Linked DNA regions of Mus musculus: region 2 is linked to region 1. Evidence: chromatin contacts called from public promoter capture Hi-C data. All regions are on one chromosome and are shown on one strand. The core of a region is the stretch at or near the end of the contact, and the rest is flanking DNA. Distances in the headings are between cores, read along the strand shown. Region 1 overlaps Nrxn2 (neurexin II). Region 2 overlaps Macrod1 (mono-ADP ribosylhydrolase 1).

Evidence for each region. Capture Hi-C pulls out chosen DNA fragments and counts their contacts.
Region 2: a promoter capture Hi-C map of adipose tissue shows a contact between it and region 1. A contact is called at or near these places in 3 of 39 promoter capture datasets (hippocampal neurons, pre-B cells and stem cell-derived epiblast-like cells), 1 of 130 datasets of targeted methods (pancreatic cancer cells) and 1 of 9 other capture datasets (adipose tissue).

The regions. Positions count from the first base shown.
Region 1 is chr19:6,473,288-6,477,159 of GRCm38.p6, forward strand. It overlaps Nrxn2 (neurexin II), which reads left to right. Exons shown (of 23, transcript NM_001205234.2): 9 at 31-469. Among named protein-coding and RNA genes, the nearest start is that of Gm52381, 22 kb to the right of the region's middle.
Region 2 is chr19:7,133,767-7,137,880 of GRCm38.p6, forward strand. All of the region lies in intron 3 of Macrod1 (mono-ADP ribosylhydrolase 1), which reads left to right. Gm38621 (a long non-coding RNA gene) reads left to right here. Exons shown (of 2, transcript XR_877703.3): 2 at 1,915-2,273. It also overlaps a transcript of Flrt1 not described here. Among named protein-coding and RNA genes, the nearest start is that of Gm38621, 13 kb to the left of the region's middle.

The sequences.
Region 1 (3,872 bases), core at 759-3,258:
TCCTTACCCAGACCCCTCTCCTCCATACAGGTGGTCTACAAGAATAATGACTTCAAGCTGGAGCTGTCCCGACTGGCTAAGGAAGGGGACCCGAAGATGAAGCTGCAGGGGGATTTGTCTTTCCGTTGTGAGGATGTGGCTGCCTTGGACCCTGTGACCTTTGAGAGTCCTGAGGCCTTTGTCGCACTGCCCCGCTGGAGCGCCAAGCGCACTGGTTCCATCTCCCTGGACTTCAGAACCACTGAGCCCAATGGGTTGTTGCTCTTCAGCCAGGGCCGGCGGGCTGGGGCCGGGGTAGGCAGTCACAGTTCTACCCAGAGGGCCGACTACTTTGCCATGGAGCTGTTGGATGGCTACCTCTACCTTCTGCTGGACATGGGCTCCGGGGGCATCAAGCTGCGGGCGTCTAGCCGCAAGGTCAATGATGGTGAATGGTGCCACGTGGACTTCCAGAGGGACGGGCGCAAAGGTCAGGAGGCCTCTGGACCTTCCCTTCCCCTGGCCACTCTTTTCTGCCTGCCCACCCTCTAGAGCTTTCACCCCCTGCTCCTAGTCTCCTCTCCCAGTTTTCCCTTGGCCCCTCTGTCATGGAGCTTGGAGAGCTGGCAGAAGGCGCAGGGACCTGGATTCATACTCTACTCCTCCTTATTTGTGACAGGAACAGTCACGCAAGGTCACTGTGGATGGGAGAGAGCAAGACTAGAAACACTGACATCACACCTAATGTAGAGATGTCGCAAAGCCAGGAGCGGTGGCTCATGCCTGCAATCCCAGCATCCGGGAGGCAAAGGCAGGAGGAGCACCATAAATCTGAGGGCATTTTGGACTATGCAGTGAGGTCCAGACCAGCTGGGGCGGCATAGTGAGGAGACATCGTCTCAAAACAAAGCAAAGTGGTTCTCCAGCCACCGATCCCTTCTATCCAGAGTCATGTTTCTTTCACTTAACAGGAAGCAGCTATCCCTCACTGTCTGGAAGGACTGCTCCTAGGACCCCCAAAGACACCAAAACCCACGGTGCTCAAGTTCCTCATAAAAGACGGTGCCGTGTTGTGTATCACCTGTACACATCCTCCTGGATAACTTGTTATCCCTAGGGTCCTCAAAATGCCTAATGGAACGTAGATGCTGGGACTGGGGCTAGCACAATGCCTAGGCTCCAGGCAAGGTGGGGCTCTCCTGTAATCCCAGTACTAGGGAGGTAGAGGCAGGAAGATCAAGAGTTCAAGGTCACATCCGGGTACATACAGGATTTGAGGCTAGCTTTGGCGAGAGAGAGAGAGAGAGAGAGAGAGAGAGAGAGAGAGAGAGAGAGAGAGAGAGAGAGAGAGAGAAAGAGAAAGAGAGAGAGAAACATAAGGCTATATAATAGTTACATTGTAGTTTTATGGTGGTCGCTATTAAATTGGTTGGTGAATAAGGACCAGCAGTATCTGTATGTGTTTAGTACAGACAGTTCGTTCCTTAAGTATCTCCATCCACGTTTGTTGGCTGAATGCGGAGCCAGAGTACACAGAAGCTGCCTGGTTTTCTGAGCGCTAGCTGTGGACTGACAGACCGCCCACCTCGTTCTGGCCACCACAGATGCAGTGAATAGGTCACCACCTGCCTGGCCATGAGGGTTCCAAATCGAGAGAACAGCTGGCGGGCTGTAACTAGCCAGTCCTCACCCTGTGTAGCTCCCAGGGTCGGCTGACATCGGATGAATTCAGAGTGGCTATGCGCGACTTTTTAGAACTTCTGTTGCTCTGGCCACTGCCTCCTCCTCCTTCCCTTTCGGCCTCCCGCTCTCAGGCTCTTGTTTTCCGCCTGCTAATTCCTGTGTGCTTGCCTCCATCTTGTTGAACCCAAGAAAGAGAATTGATACAAATGAGGCCTGACACATTATCCAATTTAAGTGCTTATCAACGTCAACTAAATTTTCTCATTCCAGCAGCCATCACCACTGCTGGCCTGCGAGTCAGCAGTGACCTCCTCTGCTCACTGCCTGGGAGGAGGGGACTGCCAGGCACCCAGAAGTGAGGCCATGCCATCATTTCCTCCCCCTACCCCCACCGCTCTCCCTTCCCCCCACTGCCCAGAGAGCCAGAGAAAACCATGAGAAAGGACTTTAGCTCTTGGCTCTGCCTCGTGACAGCACTGTGGGTCTTTGCTGACAGTCTCTAGGGTTCCTCACAGGTGGTCAGCGACCCATCCAGGAACTTGGGGTAGCTGTTTCAACCTTCCCTTGTTTTTCCTGCATCCCCACACCCCAGTGCTGACAACTGAAGCCTGCTCCTGCTGAGCCCCACCCCAGATTCCTTCTTCCTGTTTTTGTAATTTTTCAGTTGTGTTTTATATGTTGCTCTTGTGCCAGGCATATGTGTGGAGGTCCGAGGGCATTCTGGGAGCTGGTTCTGGCCTTCCACTTTTTGAGAAAGGATCTTTCTTGTTTCTGCTGCTTCCCTCTGTAGCCTGGGCTAGCTGGCTTCTTGGCGATTGCCTGTCTCCATCTCTCATCTGACCATAGGGAGACTGGGGTCTTGGCCCCACGCTGCACGTCTTCTTTTCTGTGGGTTCAGGGGATACAGCTTGGGTTCTCTACCTTGCATAGCCAGCACCTTGCACACTGGCCTGACTCTGGGGTCCTCCCACATTGCCTTGCTTTTGTTTCTTTTTGAAACTGTGGCAAATCGCACGTCACACACATTTCTAGTCTTCGTCATTACTCATGATTAGGGCTCTGACTACACTCAAGTCTCTGCACAGCCCTCACCAACGTCCAGGTGCAGTTTCCCCATCTTCCCACACTGAAGTCTCTGTTAAACATAAGCTCTCCTCTCCCTGTCCCCAGCCTCTGGCCACCATCTCTGTTTGAACTACTCTGGGACTTTAGATGAGTGACGACACACAGTACTACTTCATGTGTTCGCGTACATGCTTGCGTGTGTGTGGAGGCACACATATGTGGGTGCACACATGCATGTGCAGATCCAAGGCTGATGGCAGAAACCAGCCACTCCGTTCACTGAAGTAAGGTCTCTCAATCAAACCCAGAGCTCACAGATTTGGCCAGCCAGCTTGCTAGGGGATCTCTCTCTCTCTTTTCCTGTTAAACATTTAAACATTTTTTTATTAGATATTTATTTACATTTCAAATGTTAAACCTTTTCCTGGTTTCCCCTCCGAAAAACCTTCCTCCATTCTCTCCCCTAGGGGATCTCTTGTCTCTGCCTTCTAAGGTTGATATTATAGGTGGGCCAGCACACCCACCTGGCATTTCTGTGGTTTCTGGGGATTTGAACTCTGAGCTTCATACTTAAGCAGCAAACATATTAACCACGAACCATCTCCCCAGCTTCTCCTTTTCCTCCCTCCCCTCTCCCTCCCCCTCCCTTTCTTCTTTCCACTCAACACAGAGTCTCACACATAGTCCAGTCTAACTTTGGAATAACTTTGGAGTGGAGATCCTGTTGTCTTGGCCTTCCAGAGGATTAGGGTAACAGGCATGCGCCACTATATCCTATCTGTATATTTGACTTCTTTATTTTAATGACTTATTTGTTTTACTTTGCATGCATTGGTATTTTGCCTGCACATATATCTTAGGGTGTCGGATCCCCTGAACCTGGAGTTACAGACAATTGTGAGCTGTCATGTGGGTGCTAGGAATTGACAGAAGTCCCCTGGAAGAGGAGCCAGTTCTTTTAACTGCCGAGCCATCTCTCCAGCCCCTATATTTGTCTTCTTATGCCTGGCTGTTTCAGTGAGTAGAGTGTCTTTCAAGGTTCATCTGTGTTGTAGTGTGAGTCAGAACTCCCTTCCTCTCAATGCTGAATAACAGTGCCATGCCCACATCTTGTTTACCTTTTCTTCTGTCAAGGAATGAGTCAG
Region 2 (4,114 bases), core at 1,170-3,669, 660 kb after region 1:
TCTTAAGGATGCCAAAGATAAGACTTTATTTTATCCAGAAGAGAAGCCAGGCAGGTTGAGTGGGAGCTCAAAGGCAGATCTGGGACCTCAAGTCCACCCTGGGCTGCCTTAGAGAATAGGATGGGCCTAAGAGCAGGAGGCCACAGTTGGAAGTGTGGGTCACAGCCTCCGGATCACACACCCACACACCCAGTTCACACAGCACACAGCAGGATCCTAAGAGGTGTTTCTGAATCAATGGATGATTGAACGTGGGAATGTGGGGGAAACCGAGACAGAAGCAGGCAATTGGGGGGCGGGGCCTGTGCCGGATGCCCAATGGCCCTCAGAAACCTGGATCTGCTTCTGATCCTTGTGGTTGAGTCTTGGCCTTTCCTGGGCCACAGAACTGACTTGTCTATCTTGGAAAAGCTCACTGTGGGAACACAACCCTTTCCCTAGAAAATGACACCATCACCAGATACGCAAGCATGCAAGGAAGTGTCAGGGTTCACGGGTCCCCAGGTCCCCAGGTTAGGGAACCTCTGGGTCATACATGAGAAGCCACAGCCCAAGCCAAGGTGCGCACTCCCCAATTCTGAGAGTATTCCTAGCTAATCTTTGCAGATCTAGGCTGAGGCTGACAGAGAATCCAGGGCACCAGGTGCAGGGTGCCTCATTATCTCTGCCCCAGAGCACTGGAGACCAATGACCTACACTGGGCTTCATTTGCATACAGGGGTCATAGGCATTTGGTTCATTATTATGCTTCATAACCGAGAGACAGCATATGTATTCTTTGCTATTTAGCAAATGTTATGTAATTATTAAAAAAAAAAAAAAAAAAAAACAGATCAGCTGGACCTAATTTTAGCTGCTGGGATTCCTGCCTTCGGGCATCCATGGCCTCTCCTGGCCCCGCTCAGGGCCGCCTGACTCCAAGCCTGTGCACTGAGACTGGAACAGAGTTGGTCCCAGCCCCGCTTTCGGCCCAGCTGCAGCTCGCCTCGCCCCTCCCCTGGAGCTGGGGGTGGGGCAGGGAGGGGCGACTTGAGTTCTGAGTCCATTCTATTTGGGCTCACATCAGCTTGTCTGCCGGGAGGATTTAGTGAGCGGCTGCGGTCAATAGTGCGTTTGTTTTGCTATCGACCTGCCCAGCAGCTCCCAGGCTGCCTGTCCCCCCTGCACAGCTGAGGCCTCTCCAGGCTGTGGGAGCCAGACCTGGAATCACCATAAGACCAACCTAGAGAGGCTTCCAACCTCTTGGCACGGCCAGTCCCTGCCCACAGCCTGGCCCGGGTGACTCAGTTCACAGCCCCTTCCTTCGTGGTCCGATTCTTGTGTTCCGTAGTCCAAGAGAGGATGAGGCATTGCAATCGCTGGCTTCACCAGACTCTGGGACCTCCTGCTTGACAGAGAACCCCCATAACTACCAGGCTCGGTGACTCTGGGACCTGCTTTGTGGAAAGCATAGCCTGAAGAGATGAAACACCTCATAGAAAGCAGTGGGTTTCTGGGGTGGAGCACTGAGGCCCCCTACCCTTCCTCCAGCAGTCCTCCAGGTCTGGTACCGGCTCAGTTAAGAGCAGTGGCCATGTAGGGAGCTTGGCTTCTTGGCTTCTGCTCAGACAGCCCCTGGGTTAGAGGATAATTGACAGACACCAAGTCTCTGACTTACACTTATTCATTCAACAAACATTACTGCTCTGGGCCAGGGCCCAGAGGTGAGGGCCACAGGCTGAAATCTGGGAGCCAAGCACCACACACAATTTTGCAGAGGGTAGAAAGGGATGTGGGTTCTCAGAGAGGTCTAGGGGCATGCTGTAGCTGGGAGGGGCTGCTGCCAGGGACTGGGAGTGGGTTGGGGAGGGGCATGGGAGCTTTGGTGGAGGCCTTTCTACAAACAGTTCTGAGGGATGAGTGGAATTTTGACAGGGGAGGAAGGCACAGCAGGAGGAGGGCCCAGCGGGGGCAGAGGCCTGGCGCACAGCCGGGTGCACAGGGAAACAAGAGAAGCACGCGGCCCCTCCGTGAACCTGAACCGTGGAAGTCTCTGGAGCGTGGAGCAGAGCCAGCCCCTCCTTGTCTACTTAGCCAATCTCTAGAGGGCTCAGTCCCACACACCCCCTTCCCCCAACTATCTCAACGGGGGTCCTCATCCCCTCTTCTTCCTCCCTTCTCCCTCCAAAATGAGAAAGAGGGGAAAAAAACTGTTATTGTTCACGCCTCATCTCCCCCCAAAGTTATTAAATTTCATTCCACGAACAAATAAATCCATTTTTATTGCAGCAGGAGGAGCGGGCAGTGGTTTGACTGTTTTACCTTTTTTATTTTTCAAAGTCCTGTTAAATCTGCTGGGATCAGCTGGGATGCCTCCTGTGCCCAGCACACTCCTCCCTCCGGCTTCTCCTCCTCCTCTTGGCCCAGCAGGCAAGGCGGGGCCCCACCTGACCTGCTCTGGGGTTCTCACAGGGCCTCCCAGTCCCCAGCCTGCCTGCCAGGCGGGAGGAAGCGCTCTGCCAGCCTCCTGTTTGTTTGGCATTTTATAGTTTTCCTAACACTTCCCGCGCACGCCTCCCGTAGAGCCCCTGATGGGGAGGCACTGCCTGCTCCATTTTATAAAGAGAGAAAATAAGCCAGAAAGCCAGTGGCTCTGAACCCTCCTGGTAGTTTTGAGAGCCCCAGGTACACCCCCGACCCAGGCTCTGACCTTCTCCCCAAGCCTGGCCTGCTTGCCTTATTTGGATCTGAAGACAGCATGGCTTTGTTTGGCATCTCAGACACACGACTCAGTTCAACAGGGTGTCACACTGGGACAGGAATGGGAATTCCTGCCACCTAAAAGCTATGTGAGTCCCAGACCCAATCTCTGCATCCGTGGCAGAGGCACAATAACAGCACCCCCATCAAGTCACCACGGGGAAGAGAGGATGTAGGGACACAGCCCTGTGTTACCTTCCCCTCTCACCATGCCACTCCTGCCCAGGGCTCACCTGCCCGCTGCTCTGCAAGCCTGTAGATTGTCGAGGATGGGCTGGGCCATGGGGTGTGGGGAGCCTTCGAAACTGGATCTGCACTGGACTCCCAAGCTAAATTCCCGTCAAGGTTATTTCCTTGTCAATCATTTGCTAAAGACTTAATGACTGTCAATAGATGCCTGTTGCATCAGCCGAGCCAGCAGCTAGAGGTTCCCCGTGACACATTAGAGACTCTACTGCCTAAGCCAGACCCAGGTGTCACCATGCACTGCTGAGTGTGTACCTGTCCTCCCTGTGTCTGATGTCAGGCCACTGCAAGGGTGACCTGGCTCCCACTTCAGAGGACCTCCACTTCCCCAGCTGGGACTCCCTGACCCTACCCAATCTTCGGGTCAGCAGGGCCTCGGGAATAGGCATCAAGACCCTCATCCTGGCTCCAGCCCGTAGGAGTGGCCTGGCTGTCCCTCTACAGTCTATCTTGAACCACCTGCTTATTCAGGTAGTCTGGAGAAGAGCCTTCGGGAGCCCATCTCCTGTCCCAGGAGCCCCCACCCCCTACCGGGTGCTGACAGCTGACAGCTCTGTGCATGGCTAGGCTCAGCAGCACCTCCCCCTCCAGGAATGGCGATGTCTCAGGTGTCACATGGGATTAGGCCTCCAGGTGAAAATGTCCATCACCTGCCACATCCACCCCAATCCCTTCCCGACATTTTCCTGCTCCCGCCCTCCTATCCAAGGCCAGGGTAGGTAGGAGCTGTCACCACACCCCACCTATAATTCTAGGCTCCTGTCCCCAACCCACCCTGTGCAGACTCCCGCTTTTCTTTCCTCTCCCCGATTAGCAAAGGACACCATCGGACCAGACAGGATCAGGTAATCTTCCCCAGGGCTGTCTGTTGGCACCCGGGGCTTCTCTAACTTGGGGAAGGGGCAGGGAAACACAGATGCCCATCACTTCAGAGAGCCTCCAAGGCTGCCCTGGCTAAGGTAGGAATGTTGCTGGAGGCACAGGCTTATGATTGGCGCGATTGGAGCAGCAGGTCTGAGTTTACTCTCTAGGCAGTCTGCTTGAAGAGACAGGAGGGCTGAGGCCAGAGAAACGCAGAAACAAAGAACCCTGAGTGCATCGAGCCCAGTGAGGGCTGCTGGGCCTCCTT